Linked DNA regions of Zea mays: region 2 is linked to region 1. The links are chromatin contacts, called in public Hi-C maps. All regions are on one chromosome and are shown on one strand. The core of a region is the stretch at or near the end of the contact, and the rest is flanking DNA. Distances in the headings are between cores, read along the strand shown.

Region 1 (6,708 bases), core at 1,530-4,029:
TGTCTTCCTCTTTAAAGCCAATACCAGACCTTTCCGGGTGCTTGGCATCATACTCAAATATACAACCTGTAGCATAATTAATCATTAGCAGACCTTGCTCGCGACAGACATCAGCAAGATTCAATATGCCTACAACATTGGTGCGGATGGTGTCCTGTTTATGGGTCTCACACCAATCAACATTTGGTCTCCCAGTGACTCCGGCAGCATTAAAAACTTGAGTTGGCTTCACATTTCTAATGTCCTCCAACAGCTGAGAGCGCTCCTCCAAGCGTCCTTTCCCATATTCATATGGTATCCCTTGCTTGTCACAAATCTTCCCAAGGAGGCCACCAATCCATCCAGTCCTGCCATAGATTAAGAACTTGTACAAAGGCTTTTGAGGGGCAGCAGTGGTCCTTTTGGCACTGGTTGCAGGAGCTGTTGTGCTAGCTTCAGCTGGTGAAGAAGTCAGAGATTTGATATCCTCAGTCCAGTTATGCCTTTCAACTCCAGGAATCATCAACATCCTTGGGTGAGGGAGCAAAGCACCAGTGACATCTCCCCAGTAATCAGGATTGGTGGTGTACCACTCGATTGTCTTCTTCAAGCCCTCTTCCCATGGTGTGCGCTCTGCCCATCCCAGTCTCTTAAGCTTCTGATCATCCAAGAAGTACCTCTGGTCATTGAAGGGCCTGTTCTCAACAAACCTGATTACTTTCTCAGTATCCAAGCCAAAGAGCCTGCAAATGTCTTTGGCCACATCAATCACCCTCCTCTCCTTCACAGTACCAATATTATACACATGTCCAACCTCCCCTTTGTGAAGAACAACCTCAAAAGCTTCAGCCACATCCTCACAATATAGGTAGCTCCTGACATTGGAACCATCTCCATGAATTGGAAGAGGCAGACCTCTCATGGCCAAAAGAATGAATTTGGGAATAAGTTTCTCAGGGAACTGATTTGGCCCATACACGTTGTTGCCCCGAGTGGTTATCACAGGAAGACCATAAGATCTTCCATATGCCATCACAAGCATTTCAGCCCCAGCTTTTGTAGCTGAATACGGATTTGTTGGAAGCAGCTGTGAGGCCTCATGATTACCAACCACAGCATCTTCATCAGTTTCTCCATAGACCTCATCAGTACTGACATGAATAAACCTCCTGATCTGGCCAGTGACCTTGCAAGCCTCAAGAAGGACGTGGGTACCATATATATTGTTTTTTGTGAACTCAAATGAATTGCCAAATGAATTATCTACATGAGTCTGAGCAGCAAAGTGCATGATGGTGTCAATCGACTCTGTGACCAGAAGGTGGTTCACCAGATCAGCACTTGCAATGTCACCCTTGACAAACTTCAAATTTGGTGAAGCCCGTGAGGGGTTGAGGTTCTTTAGGCTGGAGCAGTAATCGAGCTTGTCGAGGACAACAATCTTGTAGTGCGGGTAGTTCCTAACCAGACAGTTGGTGACATGCGATGCAATAAAACCAGCAGCACCGGTGATGAGAATGTTCTTGGGCTCGTAAGTCGCCATCCTTGTCTGATAGTTCTGTGATATGTTATAATATGCTAGCAAACACAATGAGATCATGAGTACTCTCACAAGGACAAGTTGAGGAATGACATTAGAGAAAACAAAACAAAAAAGAGATCTGGTTGCCATCACAGGGGAATTATTTTAAACATGGACACAATTAAGTAATACTGTAGTAAAATGTAGTACTCGGATGATCGGATCTAATCTGGAACACTAAGAATGACCCCCACCAGAAAATACAAAATCCATATAATTCCAGATACGTGGGTACCATGCTCTTGCCTAAAAGCTTTGCATGCTACACAATTAACATTACCAGTAAGGATCATTTATTATATATATATATATATACTACAAGTAAGCATAACTGCTCGGTGAGGTAGAGCAAAAAAAAAAAAACAGACCACCCTCACGATAATATCCCAGTCCACGTAGTTCACAAAAAAAAGGCGTGCGCCCATCGTGATCCTCAAATCTAGATAACCAACTCTGCAACGCGCGAGGTAACCAATTCCATCGGCCACCCCTTCGCTGCGAGCCTAGGAATGGGTCACAATGCCGCCGGTCTGTCGGATCACTCTGCCCACCCGCAAGCGGCGATCTACGAGGATCAGATCTATCGCGCTCGACAGTCGCCACCACTGCACGAGATAATAATTCGAAAATCCGCAAAGGAACCAGATTCAATAGCAGGAACTCACGAGGAGCGGCGGCCGAGATCCAGGAAGGCCGCAGTGGAGGCAGACCCGAGCCGAGCCGGGGCGCAAGCCTGTCGCGGAGGCGAAGAACGTCCACACGCGCGTCCCGTGCGGGGGTGCCGGGGGATGGAGCGAGGGCGGGAACCAGGGCAGACGATCACGATGCCTGCTGGCTGGCTGCCGCGACGGGGAGGAGTCGAGGAGAACGAGAGGGAGGGGCCGTGCTGGCAACTCAACGCGGGGCGAGGAGGAACTCCTGGCCGCTTCGCCGCGTGCCTTCTATACTCTTTGCAGTTGCAGGCGGAGACGCGGAGTCGCGGACGCGGTGCCCGGGCTGCCCACTGCCAAGCCAGGCCCAGCTCAGTTCCTGGGAGGCACGGCACGGCACGGGAGGACCACGGACGGGACGTGACGGCAGTAGGTGGGCGGCGTCTCTCTCCCTTCTCGCGCCACGTGGATGGCGCCGGGATGGGGAGGGATGGATGGTTCGTGGTTGGACGGGGACAGGGACAAGGACGAGAGTTAGTTGCTACCCGGCGGGCGATAGCGCCCAGCACGAGGCTGGTGCCAACGCAGGCTATATAGTGAGGGCGATAGCGTCTAGCAGGAGGCGAGAGCGGGGCTGGAGGCGGACGAGAGCGACCCGGCGGGCACTACTGCCACCGCCCGGCGATAGGCAGGCGAGAGCGGGGCGACGCGTTGGCGATGGCGTCTTCGCGGGCGAGAGCGAGGGACGACAGTAAGGTGGCGGCTTCTGATTGGTCCACGTGTGCTATAGCCTGAGGCTGTAGCCTGCTGTAGCCTGTGCACAAGAGCAGCAGGAGCGAGAGTGGAGGCGAGAGCTGACGTGACAGGGGCGAGAGAAAGGCTGTGCACTGTACTCAGCCTTACGTAGTACTTCCTTCGTCCATGAATATTTGTGGATACAGTATTCGTGTCGGCTAAATAAGATTTATATAATATATTAGCAATATTTATATATTCGAATAATTTACTATAAAAAGAGATTTAAATATCTAACTAATGGTACTAATTATGTATTATAAATATTATTATATAAATATGGTTAAAGTTAAAATGGTTGACTAAAGTAAGAACGAGAAATATTTATAAACGGAGTACTTGTTTAAAATGAATTCTTTATAATAATATTGATAGAATATATATTTTTAGGATAGCACTTACAAATGAACAACTACAAAACAGTATTTCACCTTATTTTTTATTTTCTTTTTTTCTACCGAAAAGGTGGCATGACTCACTTTATTTATTTTTTTCATCTACAGCCAGACAGGCATGATCTCATCCATGTATTATTTCAAGGCAGGCTCAGCGCTCAAGTATATGTGCGAGTACTATAGCTGTGCCTGTGTTCACGAGGGCAGTGATGGTCTACTATATCGCAAAGAATAAAGCGTATTTCCGATCTCTTAATTTGCGTGGGTGTTAACTTGATCTATAAACTTTTAAAGTGTGTCTAGACTGGATTTCTTTTGGGTCTTTCAAACGGGTAGTTGTGTCCAGACTGGGCCCACATGTCATGGACGGAGGCGTTTTTGTCGATCGAGGTAAAGAAGGTTCTGTTCTGTGTGTTTCTACGCCTGCACTTTCCCGGAAGCTCTTCTGCTGCTCGTGGCATCTCGTTGGAGAAGCACCGAAACAAAGCTCTTCTTGTTGGAAAAGCGCCGAACCAGACTAGATTGTGATTCTGTAGCTTCTCGCTCGTTGGAAAAGCCTCCGAAACCAGACTAGACTGTGGTTTATAGTAGTACTCCATTTTACAGAATTTGAGAGAGACAACGACACCTTGCCATGGCCAGTCCATTACAATCACAAATCTGCAGCGCAGCTGGCGTCATCTCAGTCTTAGACGGCAAAGCAAAAGGAAGGAACAAAAAACTCAAAATGGAATAAACATTTCTATAATCGACTCAGGGAGTACATATAGGCTACAAACACAAGAACCACAACATCTGCGTGCGTAGGCAGAGACTCAAAAGGCCAGCCCTGTATGAAAATTCTAATGATACAATCCTTCAAGGTGATCGACGAAGGTATATTCCGTTTATTGGAACTCAAATTCCGTAATGAAATGTGGCCACGAATAATGACAAGCCAACTATGAGTATGCTCCCCCGTGGATATTCTTCGCCCACCGCAGGGGTGTTTGAATGCACTATAACTAATAGTTAGTTAGCTAATAAGTTGCTAGCAAAAATAGTTGGCTAATTATTAGCTGCTAACTATTAGTTTGGTGCTGTTTGGATTATAGCTAAAAGGTTTCAGGTTAGCCGAAGCAGTCCTTTGTCAGTTGTACGCCTGTACATCCGTTCAATAGATTTCAACCATTTTTTATCTAATCAATATTCAATTTCAGCTTTACAACCGTTCATTTCAACTGCCCATCTCAACCTCATCTTTTTTCAAACAAAAAACAGTCATTCTGAAAATGTACATCTGTTTATAAAAATGTAGAGAAACTTGTCTCATAGCAATACAAACTGAACTACTTTGTCAACACAAATAGTATCTCCAACTTGTCACCCTCTCATGATGAACAACGCATTTGCAATGTTGTCACGGAAAGCGTTCATGCCTTGTTCTTCATCACCATCTTCTTCAAACAAATTGTTGCTCTGAATCGATATATAGTTCTCATCATTGTCACACATTTCAAAATCCGCGTCCGCCATAGCACTTTCTCTAATGAAATTATGAAGGGTCATGCACGCAAGTATAATCTTTGTTTGCTTTACCATTGGATATGATGGTAAGTGTAACAAGATCCTCCATTTCATCTTCAACACGCCAAACGAACGCTCGATGACGTTGCGAAGAGATGAGTGACAAAAATTGAATAACTCCTTCCCACTTGGTCTAGGGCCTTGTCGAAACTCTGGTACATGATACTTAGTTCCTTTGTAAGGAGCTAGGTAACCATCACGGTTAGGGTACCTCGAGTCAACAAGATAAAATTTTCCTACAAAAAGTTAGACCATTAGAAAATGATAAAGCCATGACCATAAAATAACTTTGTAGTATATATATTTACCAGGAGGAGGATGAGGAAATTTGTCACCATATTTGCGCAGAGCATCATTAAACACTCTCATATCATGAACTGACCCTGGCCATCCGGCGACCACAAAGGTAAACCTCATATCGAAGTCACATATGGCCAATACATTCTGAGTTGTATACCCATGACGCCCTGTATGTTGCAGCACCTTTGATGATGGGACAACAACACGCACATGTGTCCCATCTATAGCTCCAATACATTTATCAAAATGCGGTGAAAATTGGGGAGCTTGTACTCTTGGGTGCACAGTAGAAAATTCTGGATCTTTTGGTTTAATGATATGAGCAGACATCTTATAAACACAATGTAACACTTCTTCAAATTTTCTACTAATCGTCTCTTTTGACCTCTCAAAACGATTGGCAACTTGTCTAATTGATTGTGGAGCACCAATGATCCACAAAAACATGGCTAAAGCTTCTATGGAACTCATCTGACATGTTGACCGCAATCCATATGTTGATGCAAGGACATCATGAAGACTTTCAAATATATGCTTACTCATTCTAAACATATTAAAGCACTCTCTAGGATCATTAAGTGTCCTCACTACCCAATCATATCCAGTGACTTGAGGTTCCCTACGACTTCTTTTATTAAAGAAGGTAGCATCATAGTACATACCAAATGTAGACATGAAGGCACCATATTGTTCCATCATCTCAAGTTCACCAAGAGCCACCTCAACTATGTCATCTGTCTCATCCTCATCATTTGGGAAAAAATCAATCTACATAGACAATAATAAGAGATCAACAAACTTAATCATTCAAGGCACATACATATGATTTGAAACACATAGAAGATTCATAAAAGGTTCATGATAGTAGGTTTATGACAGCAGTACATAAAAGGTTTGTGACAGCAGACACACATAGAATGTTCACGACATCAATACATAAAAGGTCCATGACAGTAGATAGGCAGACACACTCATGACAACTACCAACTCAAGACAACCCATAGTCCTGACAATTTCTCTTTAACCAAGACAATCTTCCTTCATTTGATTCAAAAGTAAAGAACATATCTCGGTTTTCAGCTTTCACGAACAATTTTGTAGCCATGTAATGCTCAACACTTCCTTCAGGTGCACCACATTCCTTAACCAGATTCATCGCCTTCTTGATTGACTCTGTCCTTAATTCTCCCTCTAGGACCCTTTTTGCAGCAACACTATTAGACTGCAAAGTTCCCCACATGCCCCTCATAATCTTCAACATAGGGCTTTGTCCTCTCTTCAATGGACTTGTTGCAGTACTAGTGTTGCACGCCCTCTTCTTTCTTGCTCCACTAGCTGGACTTGCAATATCCTCATCCAAGTCATCACCTCCGTCACCTTCATTCATATGCTCTCCAGGAATACAAGACGATGAACCATCAACAGCACTATGCTCATACAT
Region 2 (6,634 bases), core at 1,979-4,478, 210 kb before region 1:
CGACATATCTGACATGCCACTCAGTATCATTCTGCTTTGAGCCAATACTTATAGTGTGGTTTAACACTCCGCTGAAAGAAACATTTAGTTGAAAAAGGTAGAAAATTGAAAAATATGGCCCATACCTTCAAAAATATGTAGCTTCTTGTTTCACAGATGTTATGCATTCCCCACATTTCATGCCCACCTTAAATTCTGGCTTTAAAAACATCTAGGCAAGTTAAAAACAGAGCAAATTTGACATGTTTAATGATATCAATGAAACCATATGACCAAAAAAATTCATCAACATTAAGTTGTTAAAACAACAAACACTGCATCATGTCCTCATAGCTGTTGCTAAACCAGCTTCAATGTAGCAGGTCCAAACACTGCAGCAGCTTTTGAAAAACCAAAGTATTTTGCTCAACCGTAGTATTTCTCCAATAATCCAAAAATACTTTGAATCCAAACAGAGTCTAAGCTATGATTTTAGCCCATCGCCCATAGCTGAGCAACTATTATAACAAATTAATGTATTGGTTCCAGTTTAAGGTTTCTAATGAGTAAATGTAATAATAAATTGGTCGAGATGGGTTATCTTGCCCTATCATAACAAGTGCCATGACAGTGCAGAGCAGAGAACTCAATATAGTAACATCATATACTATACTAACATATATAACCATTGATTTCCTTACTGAATGGTACTACTCTTTCGGTGAGAGCAATATGGTAATAAATTATTCATACGACATAACATTGTTGAAAGCTTTGCATTTCAGTTGATGGTACTATTAAAGAAACTCCTCAAATGACAATATTTTTAAAGGCACTGAGCCACTGACATCCGATTCACACTATTTGGGTAAATCATGATTACACACACACAATCAAATGACTCAACATTCAAAAAAGTTTCAAGATCCCTCGATAAAGGTGTATATCCTATGCTAGACAAGTTTACTACTATATCTGATACATCTATTATTATGTTCTTCACTTATTTTCCATTATCACAAACTGAATTGACATTTCTATTTGAGAAGATAATGATCCAGTTTGGGGGTTCCCCTAATAAATTCAGTTATAGCTAGTCGATCAGATCTAAAATAGGTATAAGCTTAAATTCCATATCGCGCACCCATCCATACATAAAAATATAGTTTTCAGTAAAAGGGGAAACAACATGCATGTACATTGCCTGCGAATGCAATTCTCGGGCAAAGCAGTAATCGCAAACAAAAGTGGTAACAATAGTTCCAAATAACAATAGAAAGTAGAAGAAGAATATTCTTCGCACCTTGGAGAAATCCGCCATATCATCATTCCCTATTCCACCTTCACAAAAGAGGAAGATAGTAAGATCATCAGCTAAGGCTTACGAGGATCAGCAGAGCATGCAGATCAACAACAAAACAAACTTATAGAACACAAAGGTCGTGTGGATACAACGATAGGAAGAGGACAGCGAGGGAGAGTTGCTCCTCAGCCGCAGTGGAAGGAAGGGTATTGGATCACTGTGTACCGCTCTAGAAGAGCCTTCTTGTCTTCCTGTGTTATGAGCACATGCGTTACCTCTTGGTAAGCGGTTGATCTTCTTCATGACATACCTACGCTGGCCCCGCGAGGGAGGCAAGCAACATACAAGGAGGGATCAGAAACCGGAGCACACGTCAAGAAAGCAGAGCAGGAGGGAGTCGACGAGCATCGAAAAGGGGGAAAAATCATCACCTCTTTTGCTTGGCCTTGTGGCGAGGCAGAAGAACGTGATGCCCGGATCAACCGCTGGTTCCTCCATTTTTGCTCCGACTCCAAGCGCACAGAACACGTTGGCTTCTTCGCGACGGCCACGACGCTCTTTGGTGGAGCCAGCGGTGCCGACCAAGCCACCGCGGGGGAGGCAGAAGGATGTGGAGCCTCTTCGGCGTCGCAGGGCGCGATTACGCTCCACGATGGCAGATAACCAACTGCGCACCGCGTCGGCCTCCTCCCAACGTTCTAGGGCCCTATCGTGGTCTCGCCAGCTTGCTCTTCTTGTACGATGCGCCGATGTGGCTGGGAGGAGCGCGAGCGACACCGATGCCATGACGGCGGCTAAAATGCCAAACCCTAGACGGGGGAGGGGGGCTTGCGGGTGAATCAGGCGCCTGTTGCACGCGCCGGCGGCGTGGGAGGCTGGGGCCTATGAGGTGCGGTGGATGCGACGCTGGGGCCATTGACGAGCCGAGCGCTGACATCGCGGAGTCCGTTAAGGCAGGGTGCAAGGGGGTTGGGTGGCGCTGGTCGCAGGAGGCATTGGCGAGCGGAGCGCGTGGGAGGCGGCAGAGCGGAGTGGCAAATCGTTCGTGGGATTCACGAGATGGGGGCTGCGTGGCACGGCCATCCCGGGGGCTGGGTGGCGCAGGTCGCGGGACGCGTTGCCGTGCAGAGCGCGCGGGAGGCGGCCGAGCGGAGCGAGAGAGTGTTCGCGGGATTCGCAGCGTGATGAAAGGGCGGCTTGGCAACGACGAGGGGCCGAGGATGGGGAAATGTCGCGCCGCGATTATCGCTCTGGAATGGTGGGCGTCGGGATGCGGGTGAGGGGCAGAACCGTGGTGCACAGTGTGGTCTACATTAGGTACTTATATAGTAGTAGGATATATCCCCGTTGCAACGCACGGGTACTCACCTAGTTATTAGTGAAATTAGCTAGCTAAAAAAGAACTATCTAATTATTAACTAATTTACCAAAAATAACTATCTAGAGGCAGCAAGCCAAGCTCCTCCGATAAGTTTTCACTGTAAAGCCCACACTTGAGCTATAGAAGGGACTGAGAAACTTTCATTTTACACACAAGCACACTAGTTGTAACACGTCTCAAAGCAGTACTACGATTAGCACTACACTGGATTAGGGTGTAAGCCTATACTAGTATAAACCCCGTGTCTGTGTTCATTGCTCGGATCTCCGTGATCCATCATTTGGATTGAGTCCACTCTTGCTTCTCCATCAAACACAAATTTATTGTCCACCGGTTTCTGAAACCACAACACAATGCTTCTACACTATTTTGTATATTAGAGCGGAAACAAATCTAAACAGGTGAATTTAATTCGACCTGAACAGTGTGAAGGAGAACCCTTCGTGGGCCGCGGCCTCCTTTTAACCAGTGGAGAGCGCGTCGTATACGGGAGACCGTCCGTGCCTGGCTGGCCGCCCGCTCATCTTGGTGGCCCGACCGGCCTGACTCTCTTCTCCTTCCTGCGCGCTGGGTCCATATTGTCGGTGTCAGAAGTGGGCCCATGCTCGGTTCGGCCACGCCCCACCAGCCAGCCAGCCAGGGACCCGTCGCTGCCCTCTGGCGATGAGGGATATTACGGGTCTGCCCTGACCACCGCCCACGCGCAGCCAGGGGTAGAAACGACCGCGTCACCGTATTTGACCCCTCACCGTCCCACACCAGTGTCGGCGAGTCCCTCCTGTGCCTCGTCCTCCCCCTTTCCCCTCCGAGTCCAGCCCGGCGCCACCCACTCAGCCGCGGATCCGAGGCGCAGATCCGATCCGGCGATGGCGTCCACGGCGGCGAGGCGGCTGCGGGAGCTGCAGGCGCAGACGGGGAACAAGACCTGCGTGGACTGCGCGCAGCGGAACCCGCAGTGGGCGAGCGTCTCCTATGGGGTGTTCATGTGCCTCGAGTGCTCGGGCAAGCACCGGGGCCTCGGCGTGCACATCAGCTTCGTGCGCTCGGTCACCATGGACTCCTGGACCGAGGCGCAGCTCCGCAAGATGGAGGCCGGTGGCAACGACCGACTCAACGCCTTCCTCACAGCTCGCGGCGTTCCTAAGGAGACGCCCCACGTCGCCAAGTACAACTCCAACGCCGCAGCCGCCTACCGCGACCGCATCGCCGCGCTCGCTGAGGGAAAGCCGTGGACTGACCCGCCCGTGGTCAAGGAGACGCCCGGATCTGGCGCCCCCGCCCCCGCTAGGAAGCCGCCCGTGCACACATCTGCCGCCTCCGGCGGCGGCGGGTGGGACGACTGGGACGACGATTTTCGGCCGGACATGAGGCGGAATCAGTCGGTTGGATCGTTCGCCGCCGCGGGTGCGCAGTCAGGGAGGCAGCCGCCGAGGTCCAAATCAACACAGGACATGTACACGAGGCAGCAACTGGAGGCGTCGGCGGCAAATAAGGAGGACTTTTTCGCCAGGAGGATGGCGGAGAACGAGTCCAAGCCTGACGGGATCCCGCCATCCCAGGGCGGCAAGTACGTTGGGTTCGGATCCAGCCCACCGCCGTCGGCTAACAGGAACGGCGGTGCTGCCCAGGGCGATGTCATGCAGGTTGTCTCTCAGGTAAAAAAGATCATCTTTGTGCTATTGCTACTTATAATGGACAAATCCACTTGACACGCTATTCATCATAGATGAAGAGTATATTATATTTTCCATTGATTGGATAACAATACGTCATCAATTTGTGGAATTAAAATTACTATGGAGTAGGGGTATATGTTTGCCTACAATGGTAGGGCTCTGATCTGAATTTTATTCCTTGCTACTCTTCGGCAGTAAAAATGGAGGATTTTACAATTTGTAACTGTTGTTACATTGACATACATAAACCAATCGCTCTATCTGGGGTTCCTGACCATAAGGAATTTGTTAGTACTGTGGTCTTATCAAGTTTTAGAAGCCTATGTCATCAATTCGTGGAATTAAAATTACTATGGAGTAGGAGTATATGTTTGCCTACAATGGTAGGGCTCTGAATTTTATTCCTTGCTACTCTTCGGCAGTAAAAATGGAGGATTTTACAATTTGTAGCTGTTGTTACATTGACATACATAAACCAATCGCTCTATCTGGGGTTCCTGACCGTAATGAAAATTTGTTAGTACTGTGGTCTTATCAAGTTTTAGAAGCCTAGTGAACAGCTCAACATAGTGATGATGCTTTATTCATCTCGTTTACTGGGTAGTACAGGAACATACTGAGCTCCCTGTAACATATTTACAGAAGACCAGCACCACTTGTTCGAAATGATTAAGCAAAACAGGTTTCGATATACATGTTGGCATGTGTTTGAGCTCAGCCAGTAGCCCAGTACGTTGTAGTTTAATAGCAATTGATGCATTATTGCCCTCAGCTTACTTTGGTCATGTGAATATTTAGTTAGGTGTGGTGACTCCAGCATTATACCTTGTTTTGCAATTGTATATTGGTTTGATATAGTTGCTTACCATAAAACCTTTTTCAGGGATTTGGACGCCTTTCATTAGTTGCAGCATCTGCTGCCCAGTCTGCTGCCAGTGCTGTCCAAGTTGGCACAAAAGAAATCCAATCAAAGGTGACTGATGCTTACCTATTCTCCTGCACAACAATTGATTCCTGGGTCTAGTGTGTTGGCTATGGAGTTTGAACCCCTCTTTGGGGTTCACCGAGCTCATATAACTTTTTTTTATCTTTTCTTCTCAAACACTTCTTGTTTGAATCTTATTGCAACAACACTGCACTTTGAGACAAGGCCATGCTCAGGAATGCTTTTATATTACATTTTAGGAATGCTGCATTTTATCTGTATGCAATATTCTTCTATCAACACAAAATATCCATTCTTAGTTTTGTAACATGAACTTCATTGAACTAACTTTATCACATGTCATTGCTCCTTGATCAATAATCATAGTTGGTATTAGACTACATCATAGCATATTTATGTTGAACTTTTTTGTAACCCACGTGTTTTACATCACTGTTTTTTTCTGTCTGATGATGGTGCTTCTCTGGAATACAGATGAGGGATGGGGGCTATGACCAGAAGGTGAATGAAACTGTCAGTGTTGTTGCCAATAAAACTGCAGAGATTGGAAGCAGGACTTGGGGGATCATGAGAGGAGTTATGGCGCTGGCCTCACAAAAGGTAGAGGAATATGCCAAGGAAGGAGGAGTGGGTGGCTGGGGAGAGGATTGGCAACACAGCGAGCAGAAAAGTGAGCCTTACCAAAGGTTTGAGCATGAGACCAACGGCAACAGTTGGAATTCCTCCCAAAATTCTTCATCGAAGAACAATTCCAGTTCTTGGGACGATTGGGACGACCCAGGCAAGAAAGATGAGCCTGCGAAACCGCACCAGAGCAGTGACTCCTGGGCTGGCTGGGATGATGGGAAGGATGATGGTTTTGATAGCCCTAGTTACAACAATCACAGCACCTCCAACAAGGGGAGCAACCAAAACGGGACATCCGGTGGCACATTTTGGACAGAAGGCGGCTTCCGCTGAAACCAGTCTCTTTTCCATAGAGCTATACTTTCAGAGTTGTTACATGCCAGGAAACGTGAGGGTCCAGTGGTTGGTATTATTTGGGATACTTAAACAGTCGGGTGAAAGGGTTTGTGTGTTTTGTACCATGTCTACAACTGTTATTATATCTAGTGAGATATATTTCTGTGGTCAGATGCCATTCAACACTGCCCAAATGACTAAGAAATGTCGATTTGAAACTGTAATTTACTCGACTTTGTCGCATACTCTTTATTGGTTTTCGTTGGTTTTGTACCGGGCAGAGGCTTGCCGATATTTGCCGTGGTGGGTGTTCTGGCGACTGGTGGCAAGCTTGTATCACAGTAGTAGTTATCGGTAGGGATGAAAACGGTTTCGGAATTTTTCGG

Evidence for each region. Hi-C and Micro-C count contacts between places; a contact is called where the count stands out from the background.
Region 2: a contact with region 1 is called in a Hi-C map of ear, with 2.1 times the contacts expected there. The contact joins the promoter of LOC103634469 here to the promoter of LOC109939248 in region 1.

Annotation. Positions count from the first base shown.
Region 1 is chr1:41,415,810-41,422,517 of Zm-B73-REFERENCE-NAM-5.0, reverse strand. It overlaps LOC109939248 (trifunctional UDP-glucose 4,6-dehydratase/UDP-4-keto-6-deoxy-D-glucose 3,5-epimerase/UDP-4-keto-L-rhamnose-reductase RHM1), which reads right to left and starts at 2,779. Exons shown (of 4, transcript XM_020546030.3): 1 at 2,227-2,779; 2 at 1-1,557. The coding sequence starts at 1,522. It also overlaps a transcript of LOC100191862 not described here.
Region 2 is chr1:41,626,814-41,633,447 of Zm-B73-REFERENCE-NAM-5.0, reverse strand. LOC103634469 (probable ADP-ribosylation factor GTPase-activating protein AGD6) reads left to right here and starts at 3,228. Exons shown (of 3, transcript XM_008656039.3): 1 at 3,228-4,318; 2 at 5,223-5,312; 3 at 5,760-6,493. The coding sequence starts at 3,530. The coding sequence ends at 6,245.